Linked DNA regions of Mus musculus: all the other regions are linked to region 2. Evidence: chromatin contacts called from public Hi-C and promoter capture Hi-C data. All regions are on one chromosome and are shown on one strand. The core of a region is the stretch at or near the end of the contact, and the rest is flanking DNA. Distances in the headings are between cores, read along the strand shown.

The links. Promoter capture Hi-C pulls out the DNA fragments that hold promoters and counts their contacts. A called contact is a pair of places that touch in the nucleus more often than the background predicts.
Region 1: a Hi-C map of CD8 T cells shows a contact between it and region 2, with 1.6 times the contacts expected there. The contact joins the enhancer-like site here to the promoter of Bach1 in region 2. A contact is called at or near these places in 6 of 39 promoter capture datasets (the HPC-7 cell line, embryonic stem cells, erythroid cells and 2 more), 3 of 15 datasets of contacts at CTCF or cohesin (CD8 T cells, the G1E-ER4 cell line and thymocytes), 17 of 484 Hi-C or Micro-C datasets (CD4 T cells, CD8 T cells, ECoMG-derived neutrophils and 9 more), 12 of 115 datasets of contacts at active chromatin or transcription factors (CD8 T cells, the HPC-7 cell line, the SCID.adh cell line and 8 more) and 2 of 9 other capture datasets (adipose tissue and liver).
Region 3: a contact with region 2 is called in a promoter capture Hi-C map of hippocampal neurons, with 2.4 times the contacts expected there. The contact joins the enhancer-like site here to the promoter of Bach1 in region 2. A contact is called at or near these places in 12 of 39 promoter capture datasets (the C10 cell line, the HPC-7 cell line, HPC-7-derived erythroid cells and 8 more), 3 of 15 datasets of contacts at CTCF or cohesin (the NIH/3T3 cell line, large pre-B cells and pro-B cells), 40 of 484 Hi-C or Micro-C datasets (8-cell embryo, B cells, the C10 cell line and 25 more), 15 of 115 datasets of contacts at active chromatin or transcription factors (CD8 T cells, the HPC-7 cell line, the SCID.adh cell line and 8 more) and 3 of 9 other capture datasets (adipose tissue, bone marrow-derived macrophages and liver).

Annotation. Positions count from the first base shown.
Region 1 is chr16:87,748,186-87,752,726 of GRCm38.p6, forward strand. The region is part of intron 1 of Gm32925 (a long non-coding RNA gene); the gene reads left to right. Among named protein-coding and RNA genes, the nearest start is that of Gm32925, 12 kb to the left of the region's middle. Within about 2 kb of position 3,251, at least 11 of the 459 cell types and tissues checked have an H3K27ac peak or open chromatin away from gene starts, as enhancers often do. A contact at or near this core is called in CD8 T cells, double positive thymocytes and muscle stem cells, where this site is marked.
Region 2 is chr16:87,696,436-87,700,842 of GRCm38.p6, forward strand. It overlaps Bach1 (BTB and CNC homology 1, basic leucine zipper transcription factor 1), which reads left to right and starts at 2,519. Exons shown (of 5, transcript NM_007520.2): 1 at 2,519-2,621.
Region 3 is chr16:87,642,354-87,646,723 of GRCm38.p6, forward strand. No RefSeq gene overlaps it. Among named protein-coding and RNA genes, the nearest start is that of Gm22808, 23 kb to the left of the region's middle. Within about 2 kb of position 2,763, at least 32 of the 459 cell types and tissues checked have an H3K27ac peak or open chromatin away from gene starts, as enhancers often do. A contact at or near this core is called in 8-cell embryo and hippocampal neurons, where this site is marked.

The DNA of each region.
Region 1 (4,541 bases), core at 2,001-4,500, 52 kb after region 2:
CTAGAGCTGTAAGGAATGAGCTCTGTTGTGTACAGATTGAGAGCATAAAGCTTAAAGACTTGAAAGAAGCAGACGACAGAGAGGCTGTAAGAGGAGGACCCTGCTCATACTCCAACTGTCAGAGCCCAGTTGGTGAGCGCAAGCAGGTTTGCTGCTTATGGCTGGTTGATCAGGTATACTTCTAAGGTTTCACTGATCAGTTTTCCTTGCTTTGGGATGGATGGCCTAGTTTGGTTTCTATTACTGCATTAAACAACTTGACCAAAAGCAACCTGAAGAGGACACGGTTTATTTCATTTTACAGATTACAGTCCATCATGGAAGGAAGCCAAGGCAGGAACCAGAGGCAGGAACCCGGAACAGAAACCATAGAGAACCAGATTTAATGGCTTGCTCTGTCTGAGTTGCTCAGGTAGCCCAGGCCCACCAGCCTAGGGATGGCACTACCCACAGCAAGTTGGGTTCTCCTTTATCAATTAGAAATTAAGAAAACATCTCACAGATATCCCCCACCCCAGGCCAGTCTGGCTGAGGAAATTCTCTACTTGAGGTTCCCTCTTCTGGATGACTCTAGGTTTTTTGTTTTTTGTTTTTTTTTTCAAGTTGGCAGCTGAAGCTAACAATGAAAGGGGCTATTTCTTTCACAAGTTGGCATGAATGCAGACAAAGGATTATGAACTATTTCCTTCACAAGTTGGCATGAATGCAGACAAAGGATTATGAACCAGACATACTGAGTCTAGATCGTAGCACTTTGATATTTATCACCCTCATTTCACAGATTAGTTATCAAATTAAACTGAGCTAATGTTACAGGATAAAAAATGTTACATATTGAATAGGTATATACTTACATATGATTATTATAAATTGGGCTAGAGATATAAATTAAAGTTAATACAAGGTAAAAGTAGACATAGTTTTGACCAGGAATTTTATCCTGAGGAATTTGCTTCCATAAAATAATCTTATGAAAGCAGGGTCCCTGTGCATCAAGTAGTATGATAGCATCATTCATTACACTAAAGAGAAACATCCAGTGGAAGAGAATGCTGTAACAAGTTATGTTGGCATGCTAAGATGTCGTCTTCAACTACATTCATTAAATAATTACATAGAATATTCAAATTTCCCAATAGCATGATGGAAATCAGCACCTATCTGAATATCCAAGTTCCCTATATATATACATACATATACACATACACACACATATATATACACATACACACACGCATACACACACACACACACATATATATTCCTTCCACGCACACTCATTTCATTTATATATATACACACACACAGAGAACACACACCACTCCTTCCTTTTGTGAAAAGTTGAAAATTATTTTTATTCTTCTTGCAATGTGTTCTTTTTGAGATAGAAGGCGCTCACTATCCCTCAGAAAACTTATTCTCCAGTGAGTCCTTTGTTCACACAATGGCAAACTCCCTACCTAGAATTAGGAAGCTTATCCACACACAGCTAAAACATCTTTGAATAAAGCCACCTAGGGCTGAGAGCGCTGTGTGAAGAATTACTCATCTGTACTGCTATGGGGGGGGGGGGGGCATTGCCTCTGGGTAAGAACGTGGTGGGTTTTTAGAAGGACGGTGGAGGGTACTGTGGCTGCCGGTGACGTATGGCCAGGACTGGGCTAGAGAGAACCATGGAGCTAAAGGCAGTAAAGAGGCATGGACACAAGTCCAGGGGCAGAAATTGCTAGATCCAGTGCTGTAGTTTTTCTTGTTCTCCACTGTAATTCTCTCTGTTTTAAGCAAGTCCTCAGTGAACTGTGTTTATGTGATCATCCATGTATTTCCTGTAGTTTTGAGAATAAGGGGAGAGGCCTCTTGTTCTTAGGTAAGATCAGAACTTGGATTGCATAGACTGGTGGTGGTAAGAATGACTCGGGGAGACGTGAGGAGGCAGTCACTGAAGCAGTGGCTCCAAATGAGAACGACGTATGGTGTGGTAGACAGTGTTTGAATTTACCGAGTATTTCATTCACGCCTGCTAAACCCAGGAAAGGTCATGTCTCAGGGTTTTATTGCTGTGAAGAGACACCATGACCATGGCAACTCTTTTTTTTTTTTCATTTTTTAATTAGATATTTTCTTCATTTACATTTCAAATGCTATTCCGAAAGTCCCCTATACCCTTCCCTGCCCTGCTCCCCAACCCACCCACTCCCACTTCCTGGCCCTGGCATTCCCCTGAACTGGGGCATATGATCTTCACAAGACCAAGAGCCTCTCCTCCCATTGATGGCCGACTAGGCCATCCTCTGCTACATATGCAACCAGAGACACAGTTCTGTGTGTGTGTGTGTGTGTGTGGGGGGGTACTGGTTAGTTCATATTGTTGATCCTCGTATAGAGTTGCAGACCCCTTCAGCTCCTTGGGTACTTTCTCTAGCTCCTTCATTAGGGGCCCTGTGTTCCATCCAATAGATGACTGTGAGCATCCACTGCTATATTTGCCAGGCACTGGCATAGCCTCACCAGAGATAGCTATACCAGGGTCCTGTCAGCAAAATCTTGCTAGCCTATGCAATAGTGTCTGGGTTGACCACGGCAATTCTTATAAAGGCAAACATTTCATTGGGGCTGGCATACAGCTTCAGAGGGGTGGCCCATTATCATCATGGCAGGAAACACAGCAGCACTCAGGTAGACATGGTGCTGGAGGAGCTGAGAGTTCTACATCTTGATCTCTAGGCAGCAGGAGGGAACTGGAGTTCCATACTGGGCAGAGCTTGGGCATATAAAAGACCTCAAAGGCTCACCTCTAGAGTGACAACTTACTCTAATAAGGCCACACCTCCTGGTAGTGCCACTCTCCATGGGGCTCAAATCTATTCAAATCATCACGGGCCATTTGCTGAAAAGTGGGTGGATAATGAAATACAGGCAGGAAAACCCCTGGGCAGATGCACCAAGAAGCACTACATAGCACTCTCTGTCCTCTTTCTCGCCTGTACAAGCCGGAGCTATCTTCGCTTGGCATGTGGTGTGGATATGAAGGGTTAGCTTTACGCATCATGCGGATTTTCTCAGGCACTGGCCACATCACCAGCTGTGCTGTGTCTCTGTGTGTGTCTGTGAGGACACTTATGGATAACCTTAGCACTGGGATGAGCGACTCAGTACCCTCGACTGCCATCTCTCACTAAGTGGGTCTCACCCGGTCAATCCACCGAGGTTCTGAAAAGAACAGGAAGCAGAGAACGCACCCACTTCCGGTTGCCTTTGCTCTCAGACACGCCCTGGGTTCTCAGGCCTTCGGATTCGCATGCACCTAGTTTTGCTGGGTCTTCTGCTTGCGTATGGCAGATGGCAGAACTTCTCAGTTACCGTAGACCAGTGAGCTGTTTGCTCAGAATCTCCGTGCTGATGACTGATAAGGCCTTCCAGCTCTTCCCCTAGAACACCTCAAGAAGCGAATAAGCCTGTGCAGTTGTGAACAATTGAGAGCTGGGGCCATTTATTATTGTGGTATAGTTTGACGTGTCTTGATTTATACCATAGCATTTCCCAAGATACAAAGACGTAGAACACAGAAAAGCTGAACCCTTTATTGAGTGAGACCCAGGAGGGGAGTTCTGTAGATCTGCCGATCCTGTGGGTGGTTAGGCTTGAACTTGCACTTGGGGGTTTCATGCTGATGCCAAATAGGGCATTTATACTCTTCTGAAATGCCACTTCTGCCATATAAACATTTGTTTGCTCACTCAACAGCCCAACACTCACCTTTCACCTCCTAATTATTCAAACCATCATACTCAGAGACTCTAATGACAGCCGCCATGGGTACATAAACACCAGTGTAGAAAGCATGTATCTGATGAGCTCAGGCTTGCTTTATACGTGATTATCAAAAACTATCATTGAGAGAAGAACTGTACTCTTGGAAAGTCCTGAAAACCCCTGTCTTAGCCACTCTCCCAATTTTTACAACAGGAAGCTAATCTGCATATTATATTTTAAAAAGATTTTTAAAAGATTTGACCATTGAAGATGCATTTAAAACAATCCTCCTAGTTCCACGAGGGCAGCCACCCAGATCAATTAGAAAGGCCTCAATACTTTACAGCAGCCCGGGCATTGATGGGCATGAGTTACAGACAGAGGACTCAGCATTTGTTGCAGGGAGTTGGGAGGTCAGCCCAAAGAAGCTGTGCTTGAAAAGCAGCCTCCATAAATACTCTGTCTGTCCCTGTTCTGCCTCTCAGTAAAAGCAAGTAGAGAAACCAGAGCGTTACCCAGATAACTAGAGAGAAACAAGATTGGTGTTCGTGGCAGGTAACGAGGAGAAGTTCCTCTAGATTTTCCAGGTTTCTATTCTTTGCCTCCTGGGGTCAGCAAGAATCTGATCTGGCTCACAGAAGCCGCTTCAGACAAGGCCAAGGCTCCCAGGGGCTGCATAATGCTTCTTAGGAATTCCCCGACTCCTCGATCCGGATTTTGAAACAGCTCTGTCAGATCTCGCGGCCACGCTGTTCCCACGGGTTCATGGCAAAACCCCAATACTGCGA
Region 2 (4,407 bases), core at 1,269-3,768:
TTTCCTCCCCAACTTGCTTTTATTTTTATTTTTTATTTTTAGTATTTGTTCTCTTAATACTTTAATACTCTTTTTTTCTTGGCTATTTTCTTTATTTACATTTCAAATGTTCTCCCCTTTCCAGGTCTCCACTTTGGAAACCTCCTCCCCCTGCCTCTATGAGGGTGCTCCCCCCCCCCATTCCCATCCTCCTGCTCTGGTGTTCCCCTACACTGGGGCGTTGAACACCCTTAGGCCCGAGGGCCTCTCCTCCTACTGATGTCCTACAAGGCCATCTTCTGCCACATGGGTTGCCAGTGCTATGTGTATTCTTTGGTTGGTGTCCTGTCCCTGGGAGCTCTGGGGGGTCTAGCCTGTCAACACTGTTGCTCCTTCCATGGCTCAGTGGCTAAGAACACTGATTGCTCTTCCAGAGGTCCTGAGTTCAATTCCCAGCAACCACATGGTGGCTCACAGCCATCTGCAATCTGATGCCCTCTGAAGGCATGTCTGAAGACAGTGACAGTGTACTCACATACATTAAATAAATAAATAAATAAATAAATAAATAATAAAAATGCCACAACTTGCTTCTTGGTCCTGCTTTTTTTTTGCTGCAATAGAAACTCCGACTAAGGCAGACTGCTTGGCTATTTTTCTTCTCGTCTTGTCACAGAGTTGGGGCGGGCATCCCATGCTAAGTGTTCTTAGAGGACAAGTCAAGAGAAACGTGCTTAGAGGGAGGTTCTCTGTGAGCTAATACACATGACATAAGGCTACTTATCGAAATAATGTACACGAGAGGCGTGGGAAGAAGGCAGACTATACTTTGGCTCAGGATGGAAGGAGAGTGAGTGTGACAGACACCCCAGGACCCTCGAATGTCTGTCAGAACCACCATCAACTCGCACAGTCTATCCCTAAGTGTCTCCCCTCATTTCTCACTGAATACCTACATAATGATCTCAGGATCCTGAACATGCCGCCTGCCTCCACGCCTGGATCCCCTCACAGCCTGGTAGACCACACTCCTCTCAGCCATGCCCTGGTTTTAGCTCTGTTGCTGTCCCTGCCTCACAAAGGCACCAGGTCACCACTTACATGGCCACCCCACAGCACTTAGGCCATATTCTCACCTACTTTAGAGGTAACTGAATGTCCTTAAGTCACAAGAGCTTACGCACTGTACAGATGCAGTCATGTCAATGTTATCACTATTTGGAGACAACCCTCTCCTGGAGCCCTTGCACTGTCTGTGTGTGTTTAAGGAGCACATACATTTTGGGGCTTCCCATTTTTCTACATCTTTCCTCTGGAACTCAAAGCCAGCAACATTATTTCTTCCTACAAGTCCTCCCAGGGCTACTGGCCTCAGGGGTGGTAATTCCTTCCTCATTTTTAATCAGGTTGGCCAGCCCAGTCCTCTCTTTCTCCAGACTGATAAGCCCTGCCACGAGTGCATGCAGCTTTGCGTAAAGACACTGCCTTGAACAACAGCGAACATAATAAAAAATAGAAACGAACAATTGGATTAACACCCCAATAAGTAGCAGAGGATGAAAGCATGACCAGGACTTGAGGGAAGACGTCTGACATGACCAGACACGGATGCGTCCATGTTTCCTGGTAGTGCAGCGTAGAGGGACAACAGGAGGCTGCCAGACAGTACAATATTCCGGATATGAAGCCCAGTACAGCGTGCTTGCCCATTGGTGAATGCAGTCCGTCGTGGCTAGGCAGATAAGAGTGCAGCTTATATTCAGGCAAGTATGAAGGGCGCAAGAATAACTCTCAAAGCAGTATTGGCTGAGCACAAGGAGTAAAGGGATTTGATCGGGGAAGCATGCATATTAATGGGTTATAATGAGCAAAGCACACTCCAGGTTACCTGCCTTGCGGTTTTCGAGGAAGGGCCTCAAGGACACAAACAACTAGAAGGGAAGCTAGTGATCATTCAGAGGGGCAGCAGCCTCCCCCTCTCAGAATCTGCTCCTAAAAGTCCTGCGGAGCTTCAGACAGATGTTGACATACACCCTTTTCAGCAAGTTCAAACACCTGGTTTTTGTGCTCCTACAGGAAAGCAGCCCAGGAGCTTGGCCGAACTGAGCTTCCGAGGTTTGGGGGCGTGGGGCAGAAGACCTTATCTAATCTGTGTGTGGGGGGGGGGGAGGGGGGAGAGGGGCTGTGTGAACAAAAACCCTGGGGGCGTGGAGGCGTCAGCCTTTTTTTTTCCCTGCCTTCAGCAGGTGAGGAAGAGGTGGTCTTCCGTGACGTGTAACCTTGCCACCAAAGGCAGAGATAGGGCGACGCGGTTGGAGGCCTGGCGCTCAGCAATACAATCCACAACGTTACACGGAGCTCGCAGGAGGCGAAATAGAGAGGCTCTTACTAGCGGAGGGCGTGGCCTGGAACGGGGCGTGGCTCCAGGCAGGGCGTGGCCTGGAGCTCGGCAGGGCTTCAGCTACGGGGCGGGGCCCGGGGGCGGAACCGGGGGCGGGGCTTTAGCGCCCCGAGGCGCTGGCGGTGGTGGCGGAGAGGAACGGAGCGCAGGGGAGGAGACGGGCGGCTGTCCGCGCAGAGGGAGTGAGTCACCTGACCGCCGCTTGCCGCCTGCAGTCGGGCCGCGCCGCGTCTCGGCTCCGGTAAGTGGCTCGGGCGGTGCGCGGTGCCGTCCTTCCGTCCTTTCCGGGGGTCACCGGGGCTGGTGGCGGGCGGCCGCGCGGGCCTAGAAGGGGCGGCGGGCTGCGCGCTGTTTACGCGCTGCGCGGACTCTCTGGGCCGGCCGTGCCGGCGCCGCCCTGCACCGCGCTCCGCCGCGGGCCGCGTCCCGCTCCGCCTGCTGCGGGGGCAAGGCCGAGCGGGCCGGGGTTCCGGGACTACCGGGCGCTCCGCGCTTCCCTTTGTTGTTGCTTGGCGCACGTTTGTAATGTGGACTCGCACAGCATAGGCAGAGTGGGTCTCGATGTTAACGACACCAGCTTTTGTGTTCGTGTCCGGTAGGGCCAGGGCCAGCGCGTTTTCGATCTTCTCCGGGACTTTGGTGTCATTTAGTGGAATTGCGCCGATGGCTTTTATGTAGTGAGCTCTCTATGTTCAGCGTGCGCTGAGTCAAGGCAGACGTAGTAGTAATTCTGAAAGAACGCGTGTGGGAAAATCCTGCTCCCCAGACAGGCTTGGAAGAACAAAGACTTTTTTTTTTTTTTTCAGGATGCTGTTCTTTTTCCTTTTGGAGAATTGTAGAGTTGTGACTGCTAGCCTTGGAGGACGATGCCCCTGCTGGGTCTTTGTTTAGGCATTGAGCACTCCTCTCAGCTCACTGGGTTTGCAGGAAAGGCAGTTCAGAAAGATTAAAGGATGACCACTGTAGATTTTTGTTCGTGGCCGAGCTTTTGAGCTCTACAAATATTCAGAGAAATGGGAAGAGGTATGGGTTGGCCTATTCTTCCTGCTCTTGTGGTAGTGGTGCAAGCTCTGGGCTGGGCTTGAAGGCGCTTGCCACTTCTGGCTTTGGACATCGTAAGGGAGTCTAGAGGAAAAAAGGCTCCTGGTGAGTCATCTTGGAGTTGGGTAGCTTTGGAGGAGTGATCGCCTCTTGTTGTTTAACCGTCGGATCTGTCAAGTGGCTTCCCTTTGTTCGCTACGTTGGTTGGATAACAAGGTAGGGTGACTCTTTAAAAGAGTTTGTGTTGCTGAGTCATTCACCCCAGACTGAGAGGTAATTAGGAACAGCTGGTGCAGATACGCGCATCACATGCCTCCACTATAAAAGGCTGAGCTGCACACACGAGGGGTGGCTTCAGGAGGCCGGAGGGGGTCCAGCTGCGGGCTGTGTGTTTTGATCCAGGTAATCAGTGGCTGACGTGGTAGAGCGTGCTTAAGACGTGGCCAAGGAACACCGAGGTGGTGTTTAAACAGCAGCCTCGTGGCCTACTGCGGGAGACTCAATTTGTGCTGGAGGAAGCTGGATCTTTGAGATTTCAGATAGAAGTAAGGCAGTCAGCAGTATTATATCATTTCTTTCCCTTGCTGTCCTCGCTTTGCCTTTAGTATTTTGATGCAGAGTGGTGTATACATGCTTAAGTTATTCTTTATAATTTTTTTTTAAAATGAGGCCACAAAGGGGATTTCCTTTTAGGGCTTTTAGGTTTTCCTGCATAACTAGTTTCTGGGGTCAGGTGGTAAAGAATAGATAAGAGTCAGCGGGTCTTCTTGGGTCAAGGCTAAGAAGAGGGGTCTATGGATGTGTCTGTCTCTCTTGATTTTATGGATCTTGTGTAATTTCTTTTTGAAAAAAGAAAACACACACACACACACACACACACACAAACACACACACACACACCAGTCCTCGGTGCACTGTTTGGGAAAGGGAAAGTGTATGAAGAGAACTGGCTTCTTCTTCCCTTTGACTAAAAGAACGATGATTTT
Region 3 (4,370 bases), core at 1,513-4,012, 54 kb before region 2:
GCAATGGACAGATCGTGGAAACAGAAACTAAACAGAGACACAGTGAAACTAACAGAAGTGATGTGTCAGGTAATACTTTATCCCTTTCTCTCTGGCACCTCTGCTGTGTCCCGCCCACTCTCCAGTCAGTGCTGGATACAGTTCACTTTTCAGTCAGAAGACCTATGACAGTAATTTGTTTACATTTTGTCCGCTTTCTTGAGCTCCTTCCTAAAGATTCTATTTCATGTGTACAGGGACTCACTTTGCAAGGTGTATAAGTAAGTGTTTGAAACATGCCAAATATGTATGTGTGTGTGTGTGTGTGTGTGTGTGTGTAATTTAATAATTTATATTAAGACTAATACAATTTAATATTTCTTCTGTTCTTGCTTTTATGTCAGTTTTCGATAACAGAGCATATTTATAAAGATACAGAGAAAGTTCATTTTATTCTATTTGTTTTATCCCACTAAGAAGTAAAGTGTTTGATTTGTATTAAAATAACATCAGCAATTACATATAGTACCTACCATATACTATGCATATTAAATTAGCCTGTTTAATTTGTCCATGAGTCTGATAAAGTATCCAAGGTACTCTGAATATTCCCTTTATACACAAGGAAGTGGAATGAGCACACAATGGACTAGCTTGGTCCAGTCCACACACAGTAGGGCTATAGCTTGGTCTTGGGAAACTATTTCAGAAACCTGTGTTAACAGTCTTCCCAACTTCTCTATACTAACGAAGAAGACATACGTATTAAGACTGGAAAAGCCAATCCAGAGAACTTTCTAGAAGCTAGAAAAGACGTTCTAGAGAAACAAGGCCAGAGGGAATTGATCAAAGAAAGATGCATATCCTTTTCAATTTTATATAATATGAATATAAAAAGTTGCTTAGATTTTTACATTCATGATTTCTGTGGAGATAAAAGCCAGGAGACAGGAGGAAACTTTCAGAGTGATAGATTGACAGCATTAATCATGAAGAGAGTTTCATATTCACTTACTTATTTCCACACTCAGCAAATTGGATGGATATGCATTGTGTGGATTTTCTGTGTGTCAATCACACCTCAATAAAGTATTCTAAATGAGTAGGAGTCAGCCCATCAAAGTGCTGAAAGGAGTCTAGGAGAACGTAAAGGCCTGTTTTGTCAACAATCAGAAGTGTGAGTCCACTAGCTCTCTGTGGTAAGAATCCAGACTGAGATCATGGGTGCCTTGGGCTGCGAGGAGCTGGGAGAGTCTCACGGGCTCAATGGTTTGCACAGATTGGTTCTTCAGGCAATGTGGTTCAAAAAGGCTCAGAGGGGAGTTGGGGTGGGGGTTTGTTTTGTTTAAGTATGTATTTCTGAGTCCACAGTGAGTAGCTATTTATTAATAACTTGCAAAGCCTTTTCTTACTATCTGGCTGTGTGGGGAGAGTAACAGCTTCATCCGTCAAAATATGTCAGTATTTAAGAGGTCAGTGTGGAAGCCATTTCAGAGTTGCATCTAGACCTTGGTGTTGCCTCTGCCTTCTATTTTTCCCCCTTCGCTGTTGATGATGGTGCAAAAGGGCTGAGAGGGTGAACGGCATTTGCCTTGTCTCTTTGGAACAGGAGACTACCAGGCAGTTAGAGTTATAACCTTTTACTCTGTAATCTAGGAGGGGAAAAAAACCTACCAATGTTCTAGTCAGATGGATACCAAATCATATGGCCCACATGCAGACCCCTCGTGACTGGCCAGAGAGTAAGAACTATTAGAGATTGTGGTGGCACAGTCTACAATCCCAGCACTCAGGTGACAAGGACAGGAGGATCATAAGTTTGAAGCCATCTTGGGCAACATAGCGAAAATACATCTCTTAAAATTGGCAAGGGGCGGGGAGCGTCCCAGAACAAACAAGCGTTCATCTATTTGCCCAGCCATCCTGTCTCTCCCACTGAGTCTGGCTGGTTCTCACAGTGGCAGCGCTGTGCTGTGAGGCGCTTGCTCAGCCATTCCTGCGTTGCTAGTATGAGCTCACCTCTCATCTACCTCATTAGTGGGAACTCGTGGGAGGTTGATAACCTCCTCTGGGCCTCGGAGAGGGTGAAAGGGTCTCGAACAAACTCAAACTGGAAAAAAAAAATGGGTGTTAAATTTTGGAGCAGTGGAGGTCTCTTTCTTAGGATCATTAAAAATGTACTGAAGAGAGATAAGCAATGTTGCTAAATATACCGAGCACGCTCGGGGCTGGGATCTGTGGGACTTTGTGCAGCTGGACAAACAGAATGACTATTTCTGTGGGCCTGGCTGTGTGGTACTTTGGGTCTGATGATGCCCTTACTATTTAAAGACTTCTGCAGGGTTATTCTAGCCAAAGTCCAGAATAGATGTTTCTCCTCGAGTGAAAATTATTTTTAAACATTTGAGTGGATTTGGAGTAAAATTTATCAATCATGAAAGAGTTATCTTTGCAGTGGCTTTAGAGGCTCCAAGAGCCAGGCTGACATCTGAGCAAAATGGCCATGATTGATAGAGCTACATGACATGTTGGTTTTCTGATCCTTAGAGAGAGAGAGAGAGAGAGAGAGAAAGAGAGAGAGAGAGAAAGAGAGAGAGAGAGAGAGAGAGAGGGAGAGAGAGAGAGAGAGAGAGAGAGAGAGAGAGAGACTATGTTCTTATGTGTGCTTAAGAGTAGGCATATGTGTGGCCTGGTGCAGGTGTGGAGGTCTGAGGCTAACCTTGGATTCTGGTCCCTACCTTCTGTCTTGTTTGAGACAGAATCTCCTGCTCACTAGTGTGTACCCGTGTACCCCAGGCTAGCTAGCACACTTGCTTTCAGGGGTTCTCCTGTCTCAGGCTCTGACCTCACCATAGGAACACCAGGGTTCCAGCACACATCAGCTCCATGTGAGTTCCAGGGGGGTTTGAATTCAGCTCCTTATATTTGTTGCGGTAAATGCTTTATCCTCCAAGCTTGTCGGCTGTCCCTTCCTTTTTTGAATTAACCATTTCTGTTTAATGACAGTGAAATGAAAAGAAAACAGATGGTTGTTAAGATGAGACTGCTGGCAAGGTATCCTGTAGATTATTTGAGGAAAAATGATGTTTTCCCTTTTTTTGGCCTAAGCCCTTATACTTAGATCAGTGTTCAGATGCACATTAGATATCGAGAAGCTTATTAAAACAAACTGGTTAATATTTAGTTGACATTTGACAACGCTCTGAAAGTTGTCTGTCCTATAGAGCAGGAGGACGTTTTTTTAATGCTGAAAATAAAACAGACTGAAGGGTGCTGTCAGCAAATGTTTGATCAGGAATAAATCTGCTTTGTGAAAGACACCCGAGTTGCTTGCCACCTCCTGGCGCTGTCTTGTGCTGCCTGTCACTTTCCTCGGAGAGCGGGGCAGTCCTCCTTGACTGTGTCTGTGTTCTGGAGGAACACCCCACCCTTGAGAGCAGATGTTCTCTTTTCTGTCTATGGCAGAAAACTTGGGCTGTGAATGCTCCCCCCCCCTCCCCAGGATCCTCAGACCAAGGATTTTCTTACCCAAGACTCTCTGTGCGGAGGGTGTCAGTGGTTGTAATTCTTTTAGCTCATAGGATGTCTGTCAATGACCTAGAAGGGAATCAAACCCAGGGCTTCCGGTGTGTGCTGCATGAGCATTCTGCAAATGAACTCCATCCATAGCTCCATCCCCAAACCCTTCCCCTTCCTGGCACTACAGCCTTAGCGAACTGTAACTGGCAGGCCCACTGTGTGGTCTGCTGTCTGTTTAGGTAAGCGAAGCTCTGTACATATTGTTTTATTTTACATTTCTTCTGCCCACTTGATCAAGCGCTGTCTGCTCCTGCTGGGAAGCTAACTCAGTGAAACTGAGAAGTCTTGAAAGGTGCTAAGAACCTGGGCTTTGTAAATAGATTTGAACACTGTGGGGTCAGCCATGCTCTCTTGTAATCAGGCAAGGTCTTTTTGCTTTTGACTTATACTGGTGAAGTTAAATAGCCTTGACAGACACCAGATGGCCCTTAAGCTTACAATATTGATTGCCAGGCTGTCTGCAGAAGCGTGCTGAGCCTTGTTTGATATCATTACTTTGTATACCATCAAGGTTTACCTCACTTTTGCTTTGAAACTTAATCCCCGTGTTCTGTCTCGTTATATTTCAGTGCTGGCCACTAAATCTCTTCCCTACCACTTCACCCTTATTTATATTCAGGGGTGAATCTTGAATACAAATTTACTCTGCTCTATCTTGGATGGCTGTTACAGAACACATGGATCATTAAAAAAACCACATGGATCATTGTCTAACCAAAGTGTGTGAGCTATGTACATAATCAAAAACCTCATGTAGTCACATAAACATAATCTTTGGAAATAGGTCATATTAATTTAATCTGATTTAAATC